Regions from separate parts of the Mus musculus genome. Here regions 1 and 2 are each linked to region 3. Evidence: chromatin contacts called from public HiChIP or PLAC-seq and promoter capture Hi-C data. All regions are on one chromosome and are shown on one strand. The core of a region is the stretch at or near the end of the contact, and the rest is flanking DNA. Distances in the headings are between cores, read along the strand shown.

Region 1 (4,404 bases), core at 304-2,803, 230 kb after region 3:
ACAGAAATCAGGCGTGATTGGAGTAGAAATGCCCCCCCCCCCCCCCGTAGGCTCATGTATGCTTAGTCCCCAGTTAGTGGAACTGTTTGGGAAGAATTAGAAAGTGTAGCCTTGCTGGAGGAGTTGTGTCACTGTGGGTGAGCTTTGAGGTTTTCAAAAACTCAGCCATCCCTGGTTAACCCTCTCTGCGTATTCTACTTGGGTATAAGGACATAAGCAAGCTCTTAGCTCCTACTTCAGCATGACTGCTGCCCTGCTCCCCACCACGATGATCATGAACTCTAACCCTTTGGAGCTTTGAGCACCAAATTAAATGCTTTCTTTTACAAGTTGTTGGGTTATGAAGTTTCTTCAGGGCTGTGGAAAACGGAGACAGCAGGGTAGAAAGAAATGGGAAGGAACATGTTTGGCACATGTCACTCACTGCTACAAAAATGTCTTTATGTTGTGCGGAATTAGTTATGTGTGATGAATGTACAGAATGAAAACTTCAGTGAAAAATAACTTTAAAGTTATCACTTAAAGAATTCCAGGGGCTGAGGATATGACTGTCAGCAGAGTGCCTGTGTGCAATCAGGAGAACCATGGTAGTGTGAGTCTGTAATCCCAGCATGGTGAGGATGGAGACAGGTGGATCCTGGAGCTACCTCCCCAGATAGTTTAACCAATTACTGAGCTCTGGGTTCAACTTTGAGTGAGACCCTGTCTCAAAAAAATACAGAGGAGATTGACATAAGATGCTCAATGATGAAGCAAAGATCAACTAGCAAAATGTGCACAGTCATTTAAACTCAAGAGCAGCTACCCATCCTGAGGCTCCTGGCAACCCTCCTTTACTTTTAGGTAAGGTAGAGTATTTCCCCAAGTTAATGAAAATTAAAGCACACAGTATAACAACTCTTCCATAGACTTGCAGAATTTCAAAGGACTTCATAGACAGAAACTTCGATTTTCTTTCGTTCCTCGGGGCAGGAAGAAGGCCTTAGCCTTTTTGTGCTCCAGAGACAATAAAAGACCTGAGGATATGTCATTCCAAAGTCTATAGATTTTATTCCTCACAGTTAGGCAGGCATGGTGAATAGTGAGGGCTGCTTCCTTCCTTCAGAACAACGCTCCATTGCTGCATGTTAATGGCAGGAAGTGGCCAGGCAAACCAGTCAAGTGCTACACAGACCTTTTCTATAAAGGCCTTAATCCAGGTTACTGGGCACGGCCCCCATGGCTCAGTTACCGTAAAGATCTCTTTACTCTTACTGGTATCATTATTTCCAAACCTATAGCTTAGAAAGGAGCCCTTTCAAACAATAGCAGAGAACCACATTGCCTGCCTGATTCATCGTGCCTATAGTTTTCTATCTGCCAGTCTCCTGGGGACTCTACCTGAAAGCTCTCTATTCGGCCAGGGCTGTACGTCTTGCCAACAGCACAGCAGGAAGACAGATAAGAAGGTCATTGCTCCTCTATTCGCTGTCATGGTCCCTCCAGCAGAAGGAGGAGGCCCTTCCCTGGAAGGTCTTCAGCTTCCCCAGCCTTGATCTCTCGGATACGTGGAATGCCCGAGACCTGTGACATCACCACTAGGAAGTGATCAGGGTTCCTTTTCCTTGTGAGTAGGGCCATGCTTGTTGTCTGGTCTTCAGGAGAGACTGATGCGAGTTGACTGCACCTAAGAACCTCTCTGCTGCTTTGTACTGCCTGCCCGTGTCTGCTACAATCCCAAGACCTTTGAGGTAAGGCATCAGTCAATACTCTTAATGTGAAGGTCAAAGCCCATCATATCTCCTTCCATGAACGGACGTCCTGGAAGGGTGCTGGAGGACTTGATGAACTGCAGGATGTGTGCCAGGACAAGCAGATCCAGATGGTCCTTGAAGAACATGGCCCATGGCTCTGCAGTTCTGGGATCCTGAAGAACAGGGCTCAAAGTCTAAACACTCCAGCAGCTCAAGCCCCTCCCTTCCTCTCTTCTCTTTGCATCCATTTCTGTTGTTTCTGTCCCTGAAAGGTCATCACAAGGCAGAGCAAATGGCCACATTCTCCACCGTCTTCCCCCAGCTCTGCCTTGTAAGGCTTTTGGAGTTTTCTCCCTCAGTACCATGCAAAATCTTCCAAACGGTCCTTCAGTTAACTCAGCCGTGCTCCACACTATCCCTGGACAGATCCAGTGCCCAGAGAGGGCATACAGGGTACATCTACTTCAGAGTGCCAGTGGGTCGGCCTTAAGATAGCTTCATACCTAGTGGGCCATGACGTAATTCTGGATGCAAGGCCAACAGTACCCCCCATGACCCCGAGGACCCAGTGAGGTGTGCCCACCAGGGTTTTTGGGACCCTTTGCTCTTCTTTACTGCTCTCATGAGGACCTGAGAGCACTTTCCCATTTCTGTGTTCTTCTTCTCCCAAATGCCTCTTTAATTCAGTGCCAATTGGCTGTAGTCTGGCCTCATGGGTGTCATCACCCAGGAATCCTTTGCGCGGGAGTCTGCTACCTTATGGTCTAACAGGTCAGTGGTTGGGATGATACACTTGGACCAGGCTTCCTTTTCCTTTAAATTGAAAATGTTTCATTTGTAATGAAGCTCCAGGTTAATAAAAACAACCAAATTCCTGGCAGCTTCTGTTACTCCTTCATGATCTTCAGGAAAATCTGGCATGTTGCTGAGGAAGGTTGAAGTTGTATGGTGGCTGCGCTCCACAGGGCTCTCAGTCTGAACTGTTCTCTTTCTTATGAAGGTCAACAGTTTAATTAGGTCTTAACTTTGCATTTTCCCTCATACGTTTTCATATGACCCAAGGAGTCAGACCACACTGTAGTTCCAGATGCTCTTCTTACTTGTGCTTTTGTGGGGACTGTGTGTGATGTCTGCTTGCTTCTTGACCCAGGGACACCAGTGTTCCTTGGGTTGATGTTCTTGGTCTTCATTGTCTGCCAACCTTTTTCTGATGGATATAACTCTGCCTTCTGTAGTAGTCATTGTGGTTTTGTATACGTAACCCACTCAGTTTCCAGAGCAGCTATTTTGTTCATTGTTTTTGCTTGCTTTGTAATAATATTATGACTTATAATAATATTATAAGGCTTTCCTAAGAGATGAGGTTCTGCTTAAAGTTTTAGATGCTGTAAGCCCAGCTAGCAATGTGCACGCTCTGGTAAGGGGCCCATGGCAGATACAGGAGCACATGCAGAAAGAAAGGCTGTTCCCCAGAACAGGAAGTCAGGGTGGTACAGATTCCATCTAACCATCCTCTGAGGATGGCTAGCCAGAATCTCACAGGAAACAAACCCCATGCTCCAAGAACTTCCCCCAGGTCCCAGTCCTGTGTACCTGCTGTAAGCACAGCCACTCCACAGCGGTTACTCTGTGTGTTGTTCTGTTCTGGTGTGTGTGTGTGTGTGTGTGTGTGTGTGTGTGTGTGTGTGTGTTTTGAGAAAGGTTTCCTTGTGTAGTCCTGACTGTCCTGGGACTTTGTGTAGAGATCAGGGTATCCTCAAACCCACAGAGATTTCCCTGCCTCTGAGTGCTGGAACAAAAGGTAAGCACTTCCACACCTATGCACTATTTCTATCTTTAGACTTTTATGTAGCATGTTAGGTTTCCTGTCACTGATGACTCGTCAGTCGGTCCTCTTTTCTGTTATGGTTGTTCTGTGTTGTCGATTTGGTTGACCTTTGCCTAGCATTCTTTTTCTTTGTCACCATGTTTCGTAGTTTGATTTTCCTTGGGAGAGGAAAGTGTTTGTTTCAGTTCATATTTTCAGATTATAGTCCATCATGTAGGGAAGTCAAGGAAGCAGGACCCCAGAACAGCTATCACCTCACACACACACTCCAAAGCAGAGAGAAGTAGATCTATACATGTTTGTTTGCCTTTGAGCAGCTTGCCTTCCCCACTCTTTTATACAGTTCAGGATTCCCTGCCTAGGGCATGGTGCTGCCCATAGTGGGCTGACCAGGTCTTCCCACATCAGTTAACTTAAGACAACATCATAGACATGTCCACAGGTCAGCCCAGTGTAGACAGTTCCTCACTGAGACAATTAAATCTAACTAGCACATCATGTTAGAATGTAATTCCATATGTTTGTTTTCATCTCCTTCACACGTCGGAAGGCTTCTCAAGAGTGTAAGTGACCACACAGGGCACCTCCAGTGTCCTTTAAATTTTACTTGATTTCTTTCAATTTCCCACCCACTCTTTGGAGAAAGACTTGAGGACTGGGTTATGGAACCCTCATATTTTTCTATTAGGAAATGTAGTTGAGAAAAAAAGGTAGAGCAGGAGAGAGCCACAGTGGGCGTGTACTCCTCAGGCGTCTCAATCCCAAAGACAGACGTTGTTGCTCAGAAATCCCAGAAGGACAAAGGAGATGTATAACCAGCAGGAGGGGCCAGGAGTCAGTGAC
Region 2 (4,280 bases), core at 303-2,802, 200 kb before region 3:
CTATCATTCATGGCATAAATGTTTGACAAGGGCTGTAATACACTGGGAAAGAACAAAAAACAGAGAAAGTCGAGAGACAGAGAAAAAAAATGTGCTGCTCTGGACCTTAGGCTGACCTTCCAAAGATGAATGCAAAATAAATATGGGCAGAGACAAAAGGAGTCAGACTGCTATGCACTGCGGGCTGGAGAAAGACTGGGGAGCAGGGCTGGGTGTCACAGGAAAGAAAAAAAAAACTGTAAGGTGGGAACACACAGGAAGGAGACACCAACCTTTGAACCTAGAGAGATTAGAGTACCTTGTAGCAGCAAAAGGGAGCTAAGGGTCTGATGGAGGGATGTTTTAGAGACTGGCATATTTAGATTATCAATACAAAAAAAAAACCCATAAACACATTTTATCTTTACTCTGTAGGTAACCTGCTAAAGCTCATTTCAAAGCATGAGAGACTCTAGAGTGGGCCGGCAGGGTTGCTTAAGACTCAAGGGTTTTCTCTAAGCTTCATTAGTGCAAAGTCAAAGGGAAATGACCTGGTTAGGACCCTATTTGCCACTCCCCACCCCCTCAAGTAGCACTTCACGCGCCATGAGGTGCTTAAAAGGTCTCCACCATCACGTGATCAAACGAGACAAGGGAGCATGTTCAAAGACCCGCTTCCCTCCAAACTGTTCAGTTGCTTCAGGGTCTCACCGATCCTCTGGGTCTTTATAAAGACAAAAGGAGAGGGGACATAGTACATTCCTCCACCCCTGGGCCAGCAGCAATGAAACCAACTGGAAGGAGCAGATTCAAGCACACACATATGGATGTGGGATCCTCCTCCCAGACGCCCAGTGAGCGCTGAGGAAGGAAATCCCCACCAAGACTTGTCCAAAGGCAGAGTGAAACATACGTTCACCCTTAGCCTGTCATGGTGGTGGAACCGAGGAGCTGTGAGAACTGCTAGCAGCAAAAGTGCTCTCTCGAAGGGTTTTCAGATGTAGAAAAAGACAACTCAAAAGAGACTATGACCGAACTCTGAACAGATGGCCCCCAAAATAATAATAAAATAAATAAGTAAAATAAAATAAAAATTGAATTGCAAATTCTCAAATAACCCAAACTGAGCTGGGGAGGACTCGAAAATGGAACATTGGCGGAGAACTTTCTAGTGTGTCTGCGGAGTATTTTTAGTCCTTAATTGATATTGGCAGTATCTCCAGAAGACCAGCAGAGATAAGGTTTTTTTATTTCCCATTTTAATCATGGAATGAACGAGGCGGGGAAGGGAGCCAGATGACCTGATTCCTACCAGATTTCCACTGACTCAGCTCTGAAGCAGAATTAGAAATGAAGTCAGCCCACCCCAGGTCCCTTCTTTATCTGGGTCACTAGAGCAATCTGGTTCCCAGTAGCATATTAAACGAATCCACAGCATGATGTCAGCCGGGGAATCGGACCCTCTTATGTTCATGGTGTCCAGAAAGTTCAACACCCATCCTGAGCTGACTGGTCACATGTCACTGGTGACCCCTCACACTCCTGGGAACAGAAAGGAAGAAATCTGAATTCCCAGACCAGCCTTCACCACAAGAACACATTCTTCCCCAAATGTCAGTGGAGGGCTTAAGCAACCACATCTCCCAAGAGTTTTGCAATCAAGTAACTGAGGGAAGTGACGCCTCCTTTCACAAGCCTTTTGCTATTCCTCATTTTTTAATGTTCTCATTTTTTTTTCTAGTAAAGACTGCATGTTCATAATCGGATACCCAGTGCCCTCTCTAATGTTACCATGAGAACAGAAGCAGAATAGAGAGACGGGACAAGCGCTCACACAACTATACAACAAGCTAGCACATGGCGCACACTGCGCTGGAACCAAATGGCTCCATCCTGCTTCTCACAGTTTTCTGCCAGGGAAGAGAGAAGAGCAGCGAGCTGGACATGTCAGAGCCAGGAGTTTCCACACCAGATGCTGCAGCTGCAGTGGGCACCATTCCAGCTGTGACCACCCTTAAGCTCAAGGCCAAGCACAAAGTGGGGGAGGAAGACCCCCTTGTCATCCAGTTCCCACAGTGTGCGACAAGCACCAAGGACAGGGTGGTCACAACTGACCACCACAACCATGGCTTTTCACCACGACAGTGAGCCAGCAACGCTGAAGGCAAGGATCTGAGGGTTCAGCTCAGCAACAGACCATTTCCCTAGCTTGTGGATCCCTGCATTCTCATCCCAGCAACGGAGGAAGGGAAGGGAGAGCCAGAAAGAGAAGCTTGTAAAATATTACACAAAAAAAATTCAATGCAACCACGCTTTGTGGCTTCATTGTTACAAGAAATTAATTATGTCAGTCATAGAGAGAGGAGTCTGTAGGTTTTCAGCACTGAGACAGTAGATGCCTGAAGAGACAGAGATGTTGGCCATCCTGATCTGACCTGACTGTCACACCAAATGCAGATGTCAATTATCCCACTTTGCCTAATAAGTATGTGCCAATATTAATAATAATAATTTTTAAAAACTCATCTTCTCTAGCCCCTAAAGTAATTTTAACTATAAATGGACTTCTAAAATTCAATCTGTATCTATAAAAAAAATTTTAAAAAAAGATTATACAACAAGGAACACCATTACGGCTATTTTCCCCAGTAAAACTTGGAACTTGAAGAGAGGAACAAAATGCCATTGTTTATGAAGATGAAGGGAGGCAGGCCTCAGAGTCATCTCGGGGCTGACACTAGCCATTCCAAATTAGGCTTGAAATAGAGTTTCATGCTGGAGGAACTTAAAATGTTTGCTTACCGTATTATCTACAGCAAGCACATAAAGATCCCGTAAAATGTGGAAAGAAAGGGTCCCTTTGTAATACCCAATCATGTCCCAGCCTCTTCCAACACTGCAAAAAGAGCTTAAGATTCAGCTCCCTCAAGTCTCAGCAAGAAAGTCAAATAGGAAGCAACTAGAACATGCGAGGTTGAAATAGTAGGGAATTTCTAAATTCAAGGAACAATTACCAAGTACAAAAACTAAAGGGAACATAAAATGTGCCTAAAATAAGTTATCATCAAAAACTCCTATTATCAAAAGCAATCACGATGGCCAGGGGTGGTGACTCTAATCCTAGCACTTAGGAAGCTGAAGCAGGAGGATGGATGCTAGTTTTAGGGTAGCCTGGGCTATGTAGTGAGTTTATTCTGAATGATGAATTAAAATTCTGTGTCTACAGTGTTGATCTAGGGAGCTGTAGATATGGTTCAGTGGTGAAGAGCACTGGCTGCTCTTGCAGAGACACAGGTTTGGTTCATGGCAGCTCACAACCAGCTGTAACTTGGGTTTGAGGAGATTAGATGCTCTGTTCTGGCTTCTGTGGATGCTGGGCACACATTTAGTGTACATACATGCATGCAGGCAAAGCATACTTCTGTACAAAATAGAACTGAAAGTATATCTTTTTAAATTTTAGCATGTATTATATTATGCTAAAGTTTAGCAAAATATTTTAAATGGATAAGTTGTGGCTGTTTTGAGGGTCAGCATGGAACCCTTGTCTCAGTGAGGCTTTCACGGTTTTGTTTTGTTTTGTTTTGTTTACATTTTAAACAATAGGATCATGGATCTTCAAGGGAACCACAGCACATGCAAAAATGTTTGCTCACACCTGAAACAAAACCTGGGTAAGAGGATCTCCGTGTGTTTTCACAGAAAATAGAGGGAATCCGATGGCCAACACAAATTAAAGCTTGGGATGCACCCTCTACACCTTCTTTGAAGAAGTTATTCAGCTAGTGTTTGGCACACATCAACACTAGAGACAGGATTCTGAGATAAACAACAGCACAACACACCCCACCCAAGGAACGGAAAATCCCAGGCAGAATACAACCCAGGTCCCTGGCACAAGCCCTTGAGGCCCCATTAGCACCTGGCTGATGCCTCTGTCCCAAGCTAAATAGCAACAGAAAAATCTCTGTTCTGGACGTGATCCTGAGCCAGCTGTGTCCTGCTGTCATCTAGTTCCCTGAGATGTCACTTCCCAAGCAAGACTGAACATAACTGAGACATAAAAGCCATGAGATTTGGCCCATAGCAACCAGGGCATGTGCTTAGTGGGAAGCGATTTGGGATGCTGGGTCATGGTCAATTCGGGGGACCATGATCTATAGGGACCATAGTCAATGGGGGAACCATGGCACTTAGCCAAAATTCCACAAGTTCAATCCCTTGAGCCTAGCCAGAGAGGCATCCGCAGGACCATATCCGGAATGTGATAGTGCTGGGAAAGTTGTGGGCAGGCTGCAATC
Region 3 (4,531 bases), core at 2-2,501:
AGCAGAGTGCTTGGCTTGGGGACCACACCAGGCTCATTCTAGCTAACAACACACATTGGCCTCAGAGGCCCTTTGCAATCTGTGAGCCTCCAGTCCTCATCCTAGAACAAACATGCTTCCAGCCAGGGCTGCCTCTGAGGAACAGGGCAGTGGGCTCCATGTGCAGACCTATCTATCAATAAGCCAAGGAAGAGTCTGGGCCCACAAACTTCTAAGACAAGCATCACGGGGTTTTGGTGTGCTGGTGTGCCCTATACTCTGCCTGGAACTCATTGCAGGTCCAAAGAAACCAATGTAGGAAGAGAGGCAGTGCGTGCTACAGAGGCGTGAGGAACAGGGACAGCAGCCAAGGGCAGGAAGCACGAATAGGAAATGCCATCCAGACCACCCCAACTCTGGATGGAGCCAATGTACCTTCAAGGGTCACAAATGCCTGGAGAGGGGATCACACACCCAGCTAAGGTCTCCGGGAACCTGGGTCTGTCTTCTCAGAGACCTATGGTCATCCCTCCAGTTGGGGACCCCCAGGACTAAGGAACTGAAGATATATTCAGTGCTATTTTCTCTCCACTGTGGGAAAGAAACCATCTCTCTCCCCTGTCTCTAGAGGTTCCTCAAAGGTACCTATGGAAGACTATGTAATGGGCAAAGTGGGAACAAGGTCCTCGTCTGAGGCTGCTTCCTGTCAGTCTGCAGCTCTTCCTATACTTGGGGAACGGGTGGGTATGACTATTGTGCTTTTTAAGAAGCTGGTCCCAGGAACTAACCCTGTGCCACACACAGTGCTCCATACCCAAATACCGCTGGGAGAGAGCTGTTCTCCCAAGAGTGCCAGCAAGCCTGTGAGCACAGGTAAGACCACCACTTCTGCTCAAATTCCTGACCCAAGAGAGGGACCTGCCCAGAGCCATCAGGTCACAGGAACCAACGAACAGCCCAGGACAGGACGGTTTCTGTGTGCACCCAAGAAGCTGGTCCCAGGAGGGAAATTGGGGCTACAGAGAGGCAGCAGCCAGAATTTACCACTGCTAACCTCAAACTTCCCTGCCACCATGGCCAAGTTTGATTCCTCAAAGGCAGTGATAAATGTCTGGAGCTGTTCCTCAAACCTGAGTGACAATCCCAACAGGCTTCTAAGGTCCCTGACAGCAGCAGCCATGGCTCCAGATCCTGGGGCTACCACACTGGAACAAAGGAAAGAAGGGTGTTTGGGCATAAGTCCCCAGACCATCTTCCCCATCCTGTAGAGATCCACACTGCCCACAAAGGCAAGTCACCCACTGATGACTCACAGAACTGGTGGCTTCCTAAAGAAACTCAAGTCCTGTAGCCCCTTAAATAGGACCCAAAGACCTGGTTCCCTATGGAGAGACCAAGGCTAATAATGTACCAAGTCCCCAAGAAGAATGCTCAGGACAGGGTGCCAGGGTTCGGCTTAGGACACCATGTCACTTGATGGGATACAGACTACATTTGATGAACTGCTCCTCACCCAGGCCACACAGGGCCAGTGACATTCAAGAAATAGACAGGAGTGTAGTGAAAGCCAGCAGCTACTTTTAGTTCTAAGTAGCAAACACACAGCACACTGAAGTGGAAGTAGCAGTCTGTCCCTGAGTAGCAGCCCCTGGCCATACAGCCATTCAGGAAGACAGCAGCTGAGAAACTCAGTGCAGACAGGACTCAAGAAAGATAATACTATGAAGAAATGATGCTGGGAATTCACCTGCCCACCCAGGACCTTAAATATGAACAGCAAAAGCCATGTCATGTGACCACATTTTCACTCTGAAGTGTCAAAAGAATAACCCCAGGTTGAGTCACACACTTCCCAGATGTGTTACTGGCCAAGATACATCTCGAGGACAGGAAGTACAGCTTCTGCCTCTATTGGGGTGCTCCAGCTGTTTCAGAAAGAAGCAGACTCACTCAGTTTCAGGTTTTAACAGGCTATTGTGAAACTGAATGTGGGGACTCTGGGACGCCCTTCAGCAGCAGAAGCCTTGGCGGTAATGTTCTAGCCCACTCTCCACAGCAGGTACAACATTGTGTCTGATCTGAAGGATGCAGGCTTTGCAGGAAAGGCCACTCAGGCCTGCAGCAACCGGGCCAACCAAGACATGAGCCTTCAGCAGCGTTAACAAAATCCACCCACAATGGGCTGGCCTCTCTGCCTCATAGAACCCCAGTTTCTGCCTGCTTGCTCTCAATGAATTTCTAAGAACACAGGCATTATTGTCTCCCACATTTGCCTGTCAGCTTCTTGCAGAGCAGCTGCCTCCCACCCACAGGAAAACCACAAAGAGGTTTTGACTTGGAAAGGGGGGTAGGGAGTCAGATCAGATCAGGATCAAAGCTGTGAATGTAGCCACCGCTACAGTTCAGGCGGTCCAGACAACTTGGTAAAAGACTCACAAAAATCTTGGCATTGATAAGGACTGAACAAAACTTTCAAGAGAGAGAGATTCACTGTCACACATTTAATGACAGCTTCATGGTAACCATCATCCCCACCAACAGCCCCCATTACACCTCCCAGAATTAAGGAATTTCCTGTGGTTCAAATAAAGTCAAACATTCCCAAGAACAAGGCTTTTCCCCAAATCCTTTTTAATAATGTATAGCCCATCTGGCCTCACCCAGTATAAAAACAGCCATTCCTGATTTTATATAAATTAAAAGTGGAGTATCATTATCATAACATATCAAGGTACAGGTATCAAACAGGAAGACCATATATGAATCACAGTGGACACAGGCCTCTGAGGACAGACACAGTGCAGGACGTAGTGACTGCAGAGTCAAGACCAGTCCAAGGCAGGTCTTCAGACTGCAGGCTCCATGGTGGTATCTCCATGAGAGATAGATGCATAGGGCAGTAGATGAGGTGGCACCAGGCAGGCTCCACAGGGGGTTTGAGTGCCACCTCCGGATGCCCAGAGGTTGCTGGGCACTCTGGCCTGTATTAGCAGCTGGTGGTCACTCTGCCTATTGTCCTCGGTACCCAGTGCTGTGTGAGACTTCTTAGCCCAGTGGCTCACACACACACATGCCAAGACAGACCTCCTGCCATTAGGCACAACACCCGGATCTAGTCTGTTTGGGTGTTTTGCAGCTGGCTATATCCACAGTCTGATCTGACTCCTCAGCCCTCTGCCGCATGATCATAGGTACCACCAGGTCAAACAAGGTTTCAAAGAGGAGGTCCACATTGTATCCAGTCTTGGCACTGGTCTCGAAGCACATCTGCTCAGCAGCTGGCATCTCCCTCTCATCCAGCATCTTGTACTTCAGGATCTTCTTGTAAAGGGCCACTGCATCCTCTGGCTGCACCTGCTTGGGTACCTTGGTGGAGACACAGCTGCCCACCTTGCCAGAGGCCGGTCCTTCCTTCTCCCCGCCCTCGGTGTCCCGCTCCGAGGTCAGGTCCACTTTGTTCCCCACAATGGCAAACAGGCAGTCATTGTTGGCTGTTTCTGTCAGGCCCAGGAATCTGTCCTCCAGCTCAAACAGGCTCTGTGGGTGGTTCACATCGTATGTAAGGATGATAGCGGCCGCTCCGCGGCAGTACAGGGAGCCCAGACCATGAAACTGCTCCCGCCCTGCCAGAAAGAAAGAGAGAAAGAGGATTATTTATCTCAGGATACGCCCACCACCAAACTGTGGTCAGGGTCTCCACTCTGCCCCCAGAGGATTTAGGACCCCAGGGCAGGGACACCAACGCTCATATAAAGCTGGCCCAGGTGACTGAGCAGGGCCCCATAGCCAGTTAAAGCCGGCCTCTCCACAACAGGCACTAGAAGCTGTTCTCATACCACCATTGTCAGTGTTCAGGACAAGAGACACACAGGTGTCTCCTGATCAGAGAGTGGGGTTGTGTTTTCTCATTTTAAAATAAGATGCTGTCGGGACTTGACTTCAAATCCCCACACCTCTGTAAAAAGATAGAGGAAAGATGTCTGAGATTTCCAGGCCAGCAGGGGTTACATACCGAGACTCTGCCGCAAAAAAAAAAAAAAAAAAAAAAAGTCATGGCCACAGGTAAACCCGTAAACCTATCCCTGATGTGGGGAGAAGACACGAGAATTGCCGGGACTTGCTAGCCACTCTCCTAGCTCCAGGTTCAGTGAAAGGCCCCATCTCGAGGGCCTAAGATGAGCAGTAATAGAGTACAACACTGGATGTCTTATTCTGCTGGCCCCTGTGCAAGCATGGACCTACACATACTCACATGCTCACCTCTCTCTCTCTCTCTCTCTCTCTCTCTCACACACACACACACACACACACACACACACACACACACACACGGAAAAAAAACTATGCTTAAAGCACAGGATTCCCAGGCTCTGAGAGACACCTCAGAGGCCAAAAGCACTGGCTGCTCTTCCAGAGGACCTAGGTTCAATTTACAGCACCCTTGTGATGGCTCCTAATCATGTATACTCCAGCTCCAGGAGATCTGATGCCCTCTTTTGTTCCCTACAGACACCAGGCATACAAGTGGTACACAGACATATGTGCAGGCAAA

The links. HiChIP or PLAC-seq counts read pairs in DNA pulled down with a chosen protein or histone mark. Capture Hi-C pulls out chosen DNA fragments and counts their contacts.
Region 1: an H3K27ac HiChIP or PLAC-seq map of T-cell acute lymphoblastic leukemia shows a contact between it and region 3, with 2.7 times the contacts expected there. The contact joins the promoter of 1700016D06Rik here to the enhancer-like site in region 3. A contact is called at or near these places in 4 of 39 promoter capture datasets (frontonasal cranial neural crest, hippocampal neurons, pre-B cells and 1 more) and 2 of 115 datasets of contacts at active chromatin or transcription factors (T-cell acute lymphoblastic leukemia and oligodendrocyte precursor cells).
Region 2: a contact with region 3 is called in a promoter capture Hi-C map of adipose tissue. The contact joins two enhancer-like sites. A contact is called at or near these places in 1 of 15 datasets of contacts at CTCF or cohesin (the NIH/3T3 cell line), 3 of 484 Hi-C or Micro-C datasets (the HL-1 cell line, the Patski cell line and bone marrow-derived macrophages), 3 of 115 datasets of contacts at active chromatin or transcription factors (extraembryonic endoderm stem cells, fibro-adipogenic progenitors and trophoblast stem cells) and 3 of 9 other capture datasets (adipose tissue, liver and pancreatic islet).

Annotation. Positions count from the first base shown.
Region 1 is chr8:11,677,196-11,681,599 of GRCm38.p6, forward strand. 1700016D06Rik (RIKEN cDNA 1700016D06 gene) reads right to left here and starts at 1,554. Exons shown (of 6, transcript NM_024271.2): 1 at 1,381-1,554. The coding sequence starts at 1,474.
Region 2 is chr8:11,248,384-11,252,663 of GRCm38.p6, forward strand. The region is part of intron 2 of Col4a1 (collagen, type IV, alpha 1); the gene reads right to left. Among named protein-coding and RNA genes, the nearest start is that of Gm32709, 11 kb to the right of the region's middle. Within about 2 kb of position 1,553, at least 55 of the 459 cell types and tissues checked have an H3K27ac peak or open chromatin away from gene starts, as enhancers often do. A contact at or near this core is called in adipose tissue and bone marrow-derived macrophages, where this site is marked.
Region 3 is chr8:11,450,925-11,455,455 of GRCm38.p6, forward strand. It overlaps Rab20 (RAB20, member RAS oncogene family), which reads right to left. Exons shown (of 2, transcript NM_011227.2): 2 at 2,466-3,602. The coding sequence ends at 3,073. Among named protein-coding and RNA genes, the nearest start is that of E230013L22Rik, 25 kb to the right of the region's middle. Within about 2 kb of position 1,252, at least 128 of the 459 cell types and tissues checked have an H3K27ac peak or open chromatin away from gene starts, as enhancers often do. A contact at or near this core is called in T-cell acute lymphoblastic leukemia, adipose tissue, bone marrow-derived macrophages and 1 more, where this site is marked.